Regions from separate parts of the Gossypium hirsutum genome. Here region 1 is linked to region 2. Evidence: chromatin contacts called from public Hi-C data. All regions are on one chromosome and are shown on one strand. Each heading gives the region's core, a stretch centred on a gene start, on an enhancer-like site or on the middle of the called end of the contact. The rest is flanking DNA. Distances are from core to core; before and after follow the strand shown.

What was found. A called contact is a pair of places that touch in the nucleus more often than the background predicts.
Region 1: a Hi-C map of leaf shows a contact between it and region 2, with 1.5 times the contacts expected there. The contact joins two enhancer-like sites. A contact is called at or near these places in 4 of 34 Hi-C or Micro-C datasets (hypocotyl and leaf).

What each region holds. Positions count from the first base shown.
Region 1 is chrD04:21,017,072-21,022,157 of Gossypium_hirsutum_v2.1, forward strand. No RefSeq gene overlaps it. Among protein-coding and RNA genes, the nearest start is that of LOC121216565, 9.0 kb to the left of the region's middle. Within about 2 kb of position 1,485, at least 4 of the 9 cell types and tissues checked have an H3K27ac peak or open chromatin away from gene starts, as enhancers often do. A contact at or near this core is called in leaf, where this site is marked.
Region 2 is chrD04:20,894,173-20,899,324 of Gossypium_hirsutum_v2.1, forward strand. No RefSeq gene overlaps it. Among protein-coding and RNA genes, the nearest start is that of LOC121216162, 5.2 kb to the right of the region's middle. Within about 2 kb of position 3,304, at least 6 of the 9 cell types and tissues checked have an H3K27ac peak or open chromatin away from gene starts, as enhancers often do. A contact at or near this core is called in leaf, where this site is marked.

The DNA of each region.
Region 1 (5,086 bases), core at 235-2,734, 120 kb after region 2:
ATTGTATCTTTTAGTTAAAAAGGAGATAACACGCTAAGTTTTTTTTCCTTCAAAAGTAAATAAACATATTAAAAATATTTTCTTAGAAACACCGGTAGTTGTACTAGGTCATTTTGGCGGCTAATGTGGCATTCAGAACCCGACCATTTTTACTGCAAATATACAACCAAACCAAAGAAACAACACATTTACAATAAACAAAATATTTTAATTTTGCATTTCTTTTTGGTAACAAAGAAGAAGATAAAGAGAATGAGCTCATTTCCTTGCTTATCCACCTCTGGAGACGTGTTGATAAATTTGGGGTTTTATTTAAAAAAAAGATCACTTTTTATCTTTTATTTATTCCCATAAATTTTAAACATTATCTTTTAAAATTTCAAAACCCATGGAGTACTTGTTCAGAACCTAAAAATTTGTATTAAAAATTCAAAACCAAAAATTGTTAAACCTAATAACTTAAATATTAAAGCTTCTTTGGGTATTAAACAGTAAGATTTTCAAATGTGAATGTTTTGTAATAGCTAAAGGGATGTGAAAATGAGTAATCATAATTTTATAGCGGTGAGTACACACAATTAGGAGATACAAAAAGCATAGGAGATGCAAAAATGAGTATTCATTAAAGTAGAAAAAAGTAAACATTAAATAAATTTTTATATGCCTTTTAGTTGGAAACATGGGCGGTAAAGATGGAATTGAAAATTAACAAAAGTATGAGAAATTTAAAATTGAGTAATCAAAACTTTTGGTTTTTTTCTTCTTCAATCAAGTTTTTATTTATTTATTTATGGCCTCAGGCATGAAAAATCTTTTTTATATTTCAAGAAATTGAGAAATAAGAAAGAAAGCCTTGTAAAAAATTTTCAAGTTTCGACTCGACAGCTTCATAAATTATTTTAACATTTTCTGTAATTTTTTTAGATTTTTTTACATATATATATTTTGAATATTTAGAAATTTTTATTTGGAATTTTTATTTTTAAAAATATTTTTACATAATTGTTCATATTTTTAATAATTTATATTTAGTTTTAATATTTTAAATTTTTATTAGAATTATTTTAAGCAAATTTTTAAAAAATTAATATGATATTTTAATTATAGTTTATAGACCAAATTAGCAATTAACCATTTAAATTAACATTCTATTTCATTATTTAACAGAATTGTTAATTTACACATTTTAAAATATATAAACGATAAATTACTAAATTTTTTAGTAGAGAAATCAAAATTAAATCTGTCTTAGAAATGTAAGAGCTTTCCGAATACTTTTACTAAGAGAAATCATAAAATAATGATTTAATATCTTGTTAAAACCACCATTTATATCTTGATAGGTAGTGGTACCAATCAATTCATACACGTGTGATGCATTTAAATCAGACCCCATATGGGAAAAGGACTCGTGTTTATCTTTGCCATGCAAATACACATTATTTCTACGGTCATCTCAATCCAATCCCCATCAATCTGCATCCATGCTCGGCTGTGTTTGATGGCCTGTTTCGCATGTATGGCATATCCCCCCACCCGACCCCGCACCCTTTGGAAAGCGACCTACAAATTAAGTGCCTAGTTTTTCATGCATGCACGGCAATTAGCCACTGCGACAGTGAATAAAGCAAAAGTCAAGCAAATTCCATGAGAATCAGGCCCCCTCTACACTACTTAAATAATTGACTCCATGATCTCAAAAATTAAATAATTGACTCCATGAAGTTGATAGATCAGTCATTTGTTTCGGAAAATGGTGGCTGCCCTTTATTTACGCTGTGTTGTATAATCAACTAAAATAATTCTCAGCTCCCGCCTAATAAATGCTGAATATTTCCAACCATTGAAACCATGCATGCATCTCTACTGTTCTTTTATTTTCGGCTTTGTTACAAAATTGGTCGCGGCTTGAGGTTAAAAGAAAGAACTACAGAAACTGTGATATCAATTTCAAACTTATCAGATAGATTCTTTTTTATTATTTTTCTGTCATGTACGGTTTTAGATAATTGCATGAATGGATTGAATTAAATCTTAAACTTGATTTTATTTCTCAATAATCTAATTAATGCCAGGTTGTCATGTAGGGCACTGGATTTTATCAGAAAGCAACTTAGTTCAAATAATGAAATGTTAGGTTAGATGAATGAATGGTAAACACGTATCACTAGATAATCTAGTACGGAGTAGCAACATGAGTCGTGAGATGTCGGCAAGTGAATAGAGATCAAGGTATGATGTAGGACTCGGGAGAAAAAGTATTCGAGAAAGAGTTCGGTACCTTATTAACCCTTTCAAGAGAATAGCTTTGTTAGTTAGATGGGGACAAAGATACCTAGGCAACCTCTATAGCTACAAATTTGAAGTGGAACCGCCATAGATGACCCTCTACTTCTTGGATTTTTACCAGAAACAAGACCAACCCATCTGGCTTTTGATCCTTAACTATGCATTCCTTCTGCTTCTCCACACTTGATTGATTAAGTGTTGCTTTTTGGTTGAAGGGCTACTTTTTTTACTCTCTTAGGTTCAATTCCCTATTGTCTTTTTCTTTTTTTTTATTTGGTTTTATTTTTTACTATTAATATTTCTTCCTTTAATATTTCTTCCTTTGTAAATACATTAGTCGGAGATTTGGAAAAGTATGTATAAACCCTAAACATAAATTGTAAATAGATATTAATGCTAGAAAATAAAGATAAAATATTCTCCAGACCAAAAAATCTCTTACTTCATTCTTTTCCACAATCAAATCAAACACAAATATAAAGGATAAATTTTGTTGTTAGTTTTATACATTACAAAAATTATGGATTTAATCCTTATACTTTAATTTGGTCAGTTTTAGTCTTTATATTTTTCAAAATTTAAAATTTGAATCCTCACCAAATAATATATGTTAAATTCATTAACTTATGCTATCTTCAAAATTTGATGCAACAAACATATTAGTCTATGTGTAATGTCATGTTAGCTTATTATTTCCACATATTAATCACTAAAACACTAGTTAATGGATTAATGACTATCACTTGCATAAAATTTAGAATTTGAAATTTTGAAAAGTATAGAGAATTAAAATGATCTAATTGGAGAATATGGAATCAATCTATAATTGTACGTATAGTACAAGACTAGTAACTGAATTTAACAAAACATATTTAATTGTCATTGATTGACCCAACACTATAATTTCAAAATTCAAAAAGTACAATGACTAAAATTAACAAATGTAAAAGTACAGGGACTAAAATTTATCAAACCAAAGCATAGAGACTAAATTAATAACTTTCCCAAAATACATGGATGTAACAGCCCGTTTTTAGTAAAATCAGAACTGTAGTTTTGAGACCACAAATCTGATGTGAAAATATTTATTTTATTATTATTTTAATACCTACGAAATTTTAGCAAGTTCATATAAAAATTTTGTTAAGAAATTTTATCGTTTGCATGCTTAATTTGGTAAAAAGGACTAAATTGCAAAAGATGTAAAAGTTAAGTTCTATAAGCTAAAGGTATTAAATAGCTATAGAACCTTAAAGTAAGAGTACTTAAATGGTAATTAGACCATTTGAAATATAAGTGGACATTTATGGCCATGAATTAGATAATTTTTAAGTTAAAAATCAAAGGTTAAATAAATAAACTAAGTAAATTAAAGAATAACAAAATGTCATCTTCTAAACAAGCTTTCATCCACCAAAAATAAAACTTAAAAGCTCTATTGAGGTTTCAAGGTTCAGCCAAGTCTCCTTTGTGCTTGTAAGTGTGATTTCGTCCCGTTTTAATGATTTCTATGTTTTTGAAGTCGTAGCTTAATCTAGCTAATCCGGGGACTAAATTGAATTTTTTTAAAAGGTTAGCATTTTTCTATGAGTTTATTCATGTGGTTTTTTATGTTTGATGGAAGAAAATGAATCATTGTTGGTATATAAACAACTTTTAAAAAGTGATTTTTGTTGAATATGTCAATTAGGGATTTATTTGTAAATTTTGTAAAATACAAGGTGAAAATTGTGAAATAATGAATTGTATGTGTTGATATGGACTTATATGGAATTCGACTAGCTTGGGTAGGGATGAAATTGCATGAATTTCAATTTACGAGCTTAAGGACTAAATTGTAAAAAAATCAAAATAATAAGGGAAAAAGCATAATTTTTGCAAAAATATGATTTATGGATTGAATTGAATAGAATGATTATTGAATGGATTGAATTTGATTATTTAGATCAAGTTAAGCCTCGTACGGATTTAGATCAAGGGAAAGATAAAGTGTCGGATTTGATTACGAGTTCTAGCATTTGTTACGGATACTCGACAGCTTGTGTAACCAGCACCGTGTAGCTATGTTCTGACTGACAGCTTGTGTGAGCAGACCCATTTATGGGTCATGAGAGCATCTATGTAAAGGAAAAGGAATGGAATGGTTTCGACCATATGTTAGCACATATTGTGTGAGATTTCTCACATATCCGATATTATTCTAAATGGTTCAACAGGCATGTAAAGGGAAGGAACAGTAAGTGTTCCGATTAGCAATGTCGTGAATTCATGGAAAGGTACGAATTGTTGACGATCAAAGTGTGTATATAATCATGTTTATGAAAAGTATGAATGCTTATATACTATATTCATGAAAGTTATCTTACCATGTGGTGATCTTTGCTAAGATATGTGATTAAGCACTAACTTGTGTTGTTGGTGATGTTTAGGCATTGGGACAAGTTTGTGTTGGATTGATTCATATTTATTTTTAAGCTTATGCAGTGAAATGGTAAGCATTATTCATGATTGACGAACTTACTAAGCATTATATGCTTACGTTGTGTTTCTTTTCTATGTTTTATAGATTATCGGAAGCTTGATCGGTTTGGAAGCTCGTCAGAGACCTATCACACTATCCAACAACTATATCGGTAAATTTTGATGTTTTGAGTCATGGTTATAATGGCATGTATAGGTGAATTGTGTTTGATGAGATGGTCATTATTTTTAGCTTGTAAATGTAGTATTTTGGTTGATGATCTTTTGGCATTTTAATGCTTTGATGGTTGATGTTGAAATTGTAACATCCCGATTT
Region 2 (5,152 bases), core at 2,054-4,553:
CTCACAAAAAAATTAATAAACCTAAAATAATAAAACAAAGTCCAAGTCCAGTCCAAAATTATAGCATTTGGCCCGACCAGAATGACCTATTACTTGAAAAGGTTGAAGGTCTATCTACAAGCTTGACTCATATGGAAATATAATTTCAATGATATGCAATTTTAGAAGATATGATTTTGTAATCTTAGAGATTTAATTTATAGATACCTTTTAATCTTTTATATATTATCAATTGCAAATTTTTTTTATACTATCTATTTTATATACCATTTATTTTTAAGATGTTTTGTGTATAACTTGTTCTAAATTCCTTATTACACAATATTTATTTTTAAACTCATTTATATATTATTACTTTATATATTACCTATTTTCATTTTTTATATATTATTTATTCCAAACTTGTACATATATTACCTATTTTTTTATTTATTGATTTGTATATTGTTGATTTCAAATTTCTTTTTCCCTTATTATTCATTTTCAAATTCATTATTTTTAAATTTGTTTACATTTTGTTTTGCCTTATATTTTTTTTTATTTTATACTCTTTGTTTTAAATTCATTGGTCTTTGATTATTGATGCTAGTATTTAAATAATTGCCATTATGTGTTTTATAAATTGTTTATTTGTATTTTCATATTGCCCTTTTTTTATCAAAGTTTTTACGCATCGTTTTAATATTGCGTCAATTTTTTCCAATTTTAAAAAAGAAAACTTTTAAAAATAAGGCAATATTCGGTACTTTTGAGCTTTGTGAAAATCGTGCCCTAACTCACTAGGTTTCAATTTTTTTTATCCAAATAACCGAATATCCTTTTTTAACTTTAATGCATGAGACAAGCTTAGTTTCAAGGGTTAAAATGCCAGATCCTAACTTACTGGATGTGACATCTTATTACTTCGGGACAAGGAAGTCTTAACATCAAATTCGATTTATTCAGGTTTTTAAAGAGGATCGTATTTTAAAATCTTTTCAAAATTTTGACATTAGGACGTTAATTAATCAATTAGGTACCAATTTTTGGGCATTACAAGGGTGCTAATCCTTCATCGTGCGTAACCGACTCCCGAGCCCGTTTTCTCGAATTTTGTAGACCAAAATCATTATTTTAATAAATCAAAATGTTTTATTAAAATGATTAATCTTAAGGTAACCTGATCACACCTCAAAAAAAGATTGGTAGTGACTTCATTTTTGTTTTAAAAGTCGACCCCGTTTTTCAAAATAAAAATAGTTTCGACATTTATAAAAGAAAAATAATGATATTAAAAAAATATATAAAAATATGCAAAATATATCATCAAATTTGTATATAAAATATAAAAGTATTTATTCAAATTAAATAAAGGGTAAATTACATAAATGATTACTGGACTATAAAAAAGTTGTTGTTAAATCATCTACTTTAAAAAGTTAAAATATATATATAATTTTACTTATCATTTTATTTTTTAAACTCAAAATAGTTAAAATACTAACAATTAGCTGATGTGACAGTAAGCTTAGTCACATGAATTTTTTAACCATTAATTTTGTTCACCTAATATCTATGTCATTTTATAATTGGAATAAAAATTTTATTTTTAAATCCAAATCTAAAAATTACGCCGTTTTGGTCGGGGTAAGTAAACAAATTTGATTAGATAAAAAATTTGTCTTGTTTTCCCTATCCAGTGTCTCCTTTTCAGTGCCAACACCGGTGAGCACACTTGGTCGCATCGGAATTTAATGCTCCGAAGCGATTCCCTAACGACTTCCACCGGGAAATTGAGCATTGCCGATAATCCTTTCGTCGAAAACGCCGCTTGGTCGTAAGCTGAAGCGGCCGCTTCGGCACTGTCGAATGTTCCAAGCCAAACCCAAACCCAATTTCTCGTTGAATCTCTAATCCCAGCGGAGTATTTTCCCCATAGTCGCTTCCTTACACCTCCTTAAGCTTTCTCTTCCTTGGGTAACTCTTCCAGTTTGGCAATATCTGATACGACGTCTTCTTCCTTTACGCCGTTCTTGGACTGATCCAAGGCCTCATCCATATCCACCCACCCAAACCGTTGCTTCGAAGTCATTGAAGTTGAGAAGAAGTTCATCCCAGCGACCTGACAAAGTCTCCACAGACGGTGATCGAAACAATGATTCAGGCGAGAAGTCTGGACTAGTTGAGCTTGAATGAAATTGAAAGAACTCCTCCATTGAAGCTCTTCTCTTTGTAAATGTTTTAAACTGATAACTGGTATTAATAACCTCTGATTTGATCCAACAAGGTTTGAGGTACTTTTACTCAATTATTGTTAAAAATTCATCAAAAATTTCCCAAACTCCACTAACATGCTAACCCTTCCCTTTGAATTGACAGAACAGTTTTGCAGTCGGTCTACCTCTATTAATCTTTAAAAAATTGATTTACTTGCCCAGACCAAAACCGCGTAGTTTTTAGATTTGGGTTTAAGAATATATATATATATAATTACATCAAAATTATGGGAAAAAAATTAATGGTTAGAAAATACATGTAAAGTAAGTTAACTGCCACGTGCCACGTTAGTATTTTAACAATTTTGAATTTTAAAAAAATTATATATACGATTTTAAATTTAAAAAAAATTAATATTTTCAATACCGAATGATATAATAAGAAACTTTCCAACCCTTAAACAAAAATCACATTTTAAAGATATGATTAGATATTGCATTGCATGGTTCTATTAAGCTTCTTTCTTATACCTTTCATTCTGATACGAATCTATACAAATATCTTGTATCCCCAAAGCAAAAACCCTTCTGCATTGAAAGCGTTAGTTTTCTATAAAGAGCTGAAGTGCAAGCATTAATAAAATCATTTTTTTCATTCCCATCTGCAAGATTATCAAATTAAGAAAGCCACCGGCCCCTTACACATTGTGACAGACCGAATATAATTGACAGCTACTACTAGACTCCATAAAAAGTAGATAAATTCTGAAGCAAACTCAGTTTGGCTTCAAGAAGAAAGATATAGTCAGCCGTCCTCTGAAACAAGGTTTCCATGTTAATCCCAGGACAACATGGCTGAAGCATCCTTTGCAGCTGCCGAAGCTTCCTTTCTATGGATGTTCTTACAGGCTCAGCAGTCATGCCATTTCTTCGGATCTTCCTTCCTCTTTTAACCAAAACCTTTCTTCTAAATCGAGAACAACGCTTTGATGATCTCATTCTCACGTTATAAAGTCAGACAAAGAGAAGAGATGTATTATGTAGCAGCTGCTAATGAGAGAAATAGTAAGATAGAGAGTAGAGAGAAGGGGGATGGGTTGTCAAGGGTGAAGGGTGGACGTTAATTTATACTAAATATTTATGGCTAAAATACCACCACATGTGGGTATGCAGCCATGTGTCGAGAAAGATGCATGTATTTGTAGTATTATAAATACATATGATAATTATTTCTTACATTTTAGTGGGAAATCTAGGTTATGTTTCATTTCATTAAATAGAAGTTATTTTTGTTTTATTTTTTTGGAAAACATAAAATATTGATTGAAAATTTTAAAAATTATTGTTCAAAAATGAAAATAAAAAGAAGTTAAAATTACAAGACAATAAAAGTTTGGTTTCACTAAAACTGTTTTGCAAAATTGAAAAATATTGAAAATAATGATTTTTTTAAAAATTTTAAAATGAATTCATACTTATTCAAACTGGTATATATGAAAAATTACTTTTTCAACTATTTTTAAATATAATATTTGTTAGCCCAGTTTGAATATATAAATACAAGGATTTCATTTTTAAAAAATTATTTCTAATGTTTCTATTATAGGAAAATATGTAGTGTTGGGAAAATTGTTGGTGATCGTTCCATGTACTATTATAACAAACTTGTTTCTCTGTTTCGGCCATCGTTTTGGGCCTTGTACAAGCTTCGATCAGGCTAAGTTTAGTCCTTTTAAATATGACATATTTGAAAAATGAGTAGCTAGGGACGACTAAAGGTGTTAGTCTTCCAATCGGCTTTATGAAAGTCTTATTATATCTTGATTATTAAAGTGTTATTTTTTAGAGATAATTATCTAATTTATTCAAGGGAGCTTTTCAATGACTTATATAAACTATTTTAGAGAAGAATATTTGCTGCTCTCTGAGCTAGGCGACATTCTCCCTTGGGAGATCATCAAGTTTTAAAAGTTGATTTCTACCAAAATGGTGCGCACGTTGTGTTTCGATCAACTTGTTTGTCTCTTTTTGTGTTCAAGTATTTGTTAATTGACAAAGGTGTTTGCAACACTTAATCAAATCTCTATTGAATGATCATTGTGAGTTGTGGGATCATTAGTTCTTTATTGAGGTTGCATATACTTGCCTGGAGAAGAAGTTGTGAGATTTAGTTGATAGGAAACAAGTGTAATATTGGAATATTTGGTGATTGAATAAAAGATTTATCTTGAGCAAGGCTCCGCAAATGAGGACCATTGTCTCTAAGCTGCGTACAAAAATCAGTTTTGTTACTTCTTTTCTATACTTATTTTACTTACATTGTTTATTTTTGTTATAACTATCGTTACAATAAACACTAAACAAAGTTGATAAATCATATCTGTAGACTAATTATTTTTCAATTGGTATTAGAGCAAACTTAAAAAGATATTCAGTATCAGTTCTGTAGTTATGGAACCTATGAAAAAAGGTAGTTTAGTCTCACGAGCCCCTTTTCTAATAGGATCTTCAAATTATGCCTATTGGAAAGCACACATGAAGGCGTTCATCATGTCAATAGATGTTGCTGGTCGAGAAACAATTGAAGATGTCTGGACACAACCCATTACTACTAGAGTAGATGAGAAAACTCAACATACAAATGAAGAGAAAAAGGATGGCTTTCAAAAACTTCAAAGCTCTTAATGCCATATTTAGTGGTATGGATATGGAGCAACTCAAAGTGATATCTATGTGTGAGGCGGCCAAAGATGCTTGGATAATTCTACAGAATTAGTATAAAGGAAACACAATTGTTTGGATGTTGAAATTGTAAATGTTAACCACATGGTTTGAAAATATAAAGATGGAGGAAGAAGAAACAATTTTTGAATTCCACAAAGACCATGAAAATTCTCAAAGAGAAGATTGCTTTATTATCAAAAAATTTGAACAAGACTATAAAGCGTTTTGCAAAG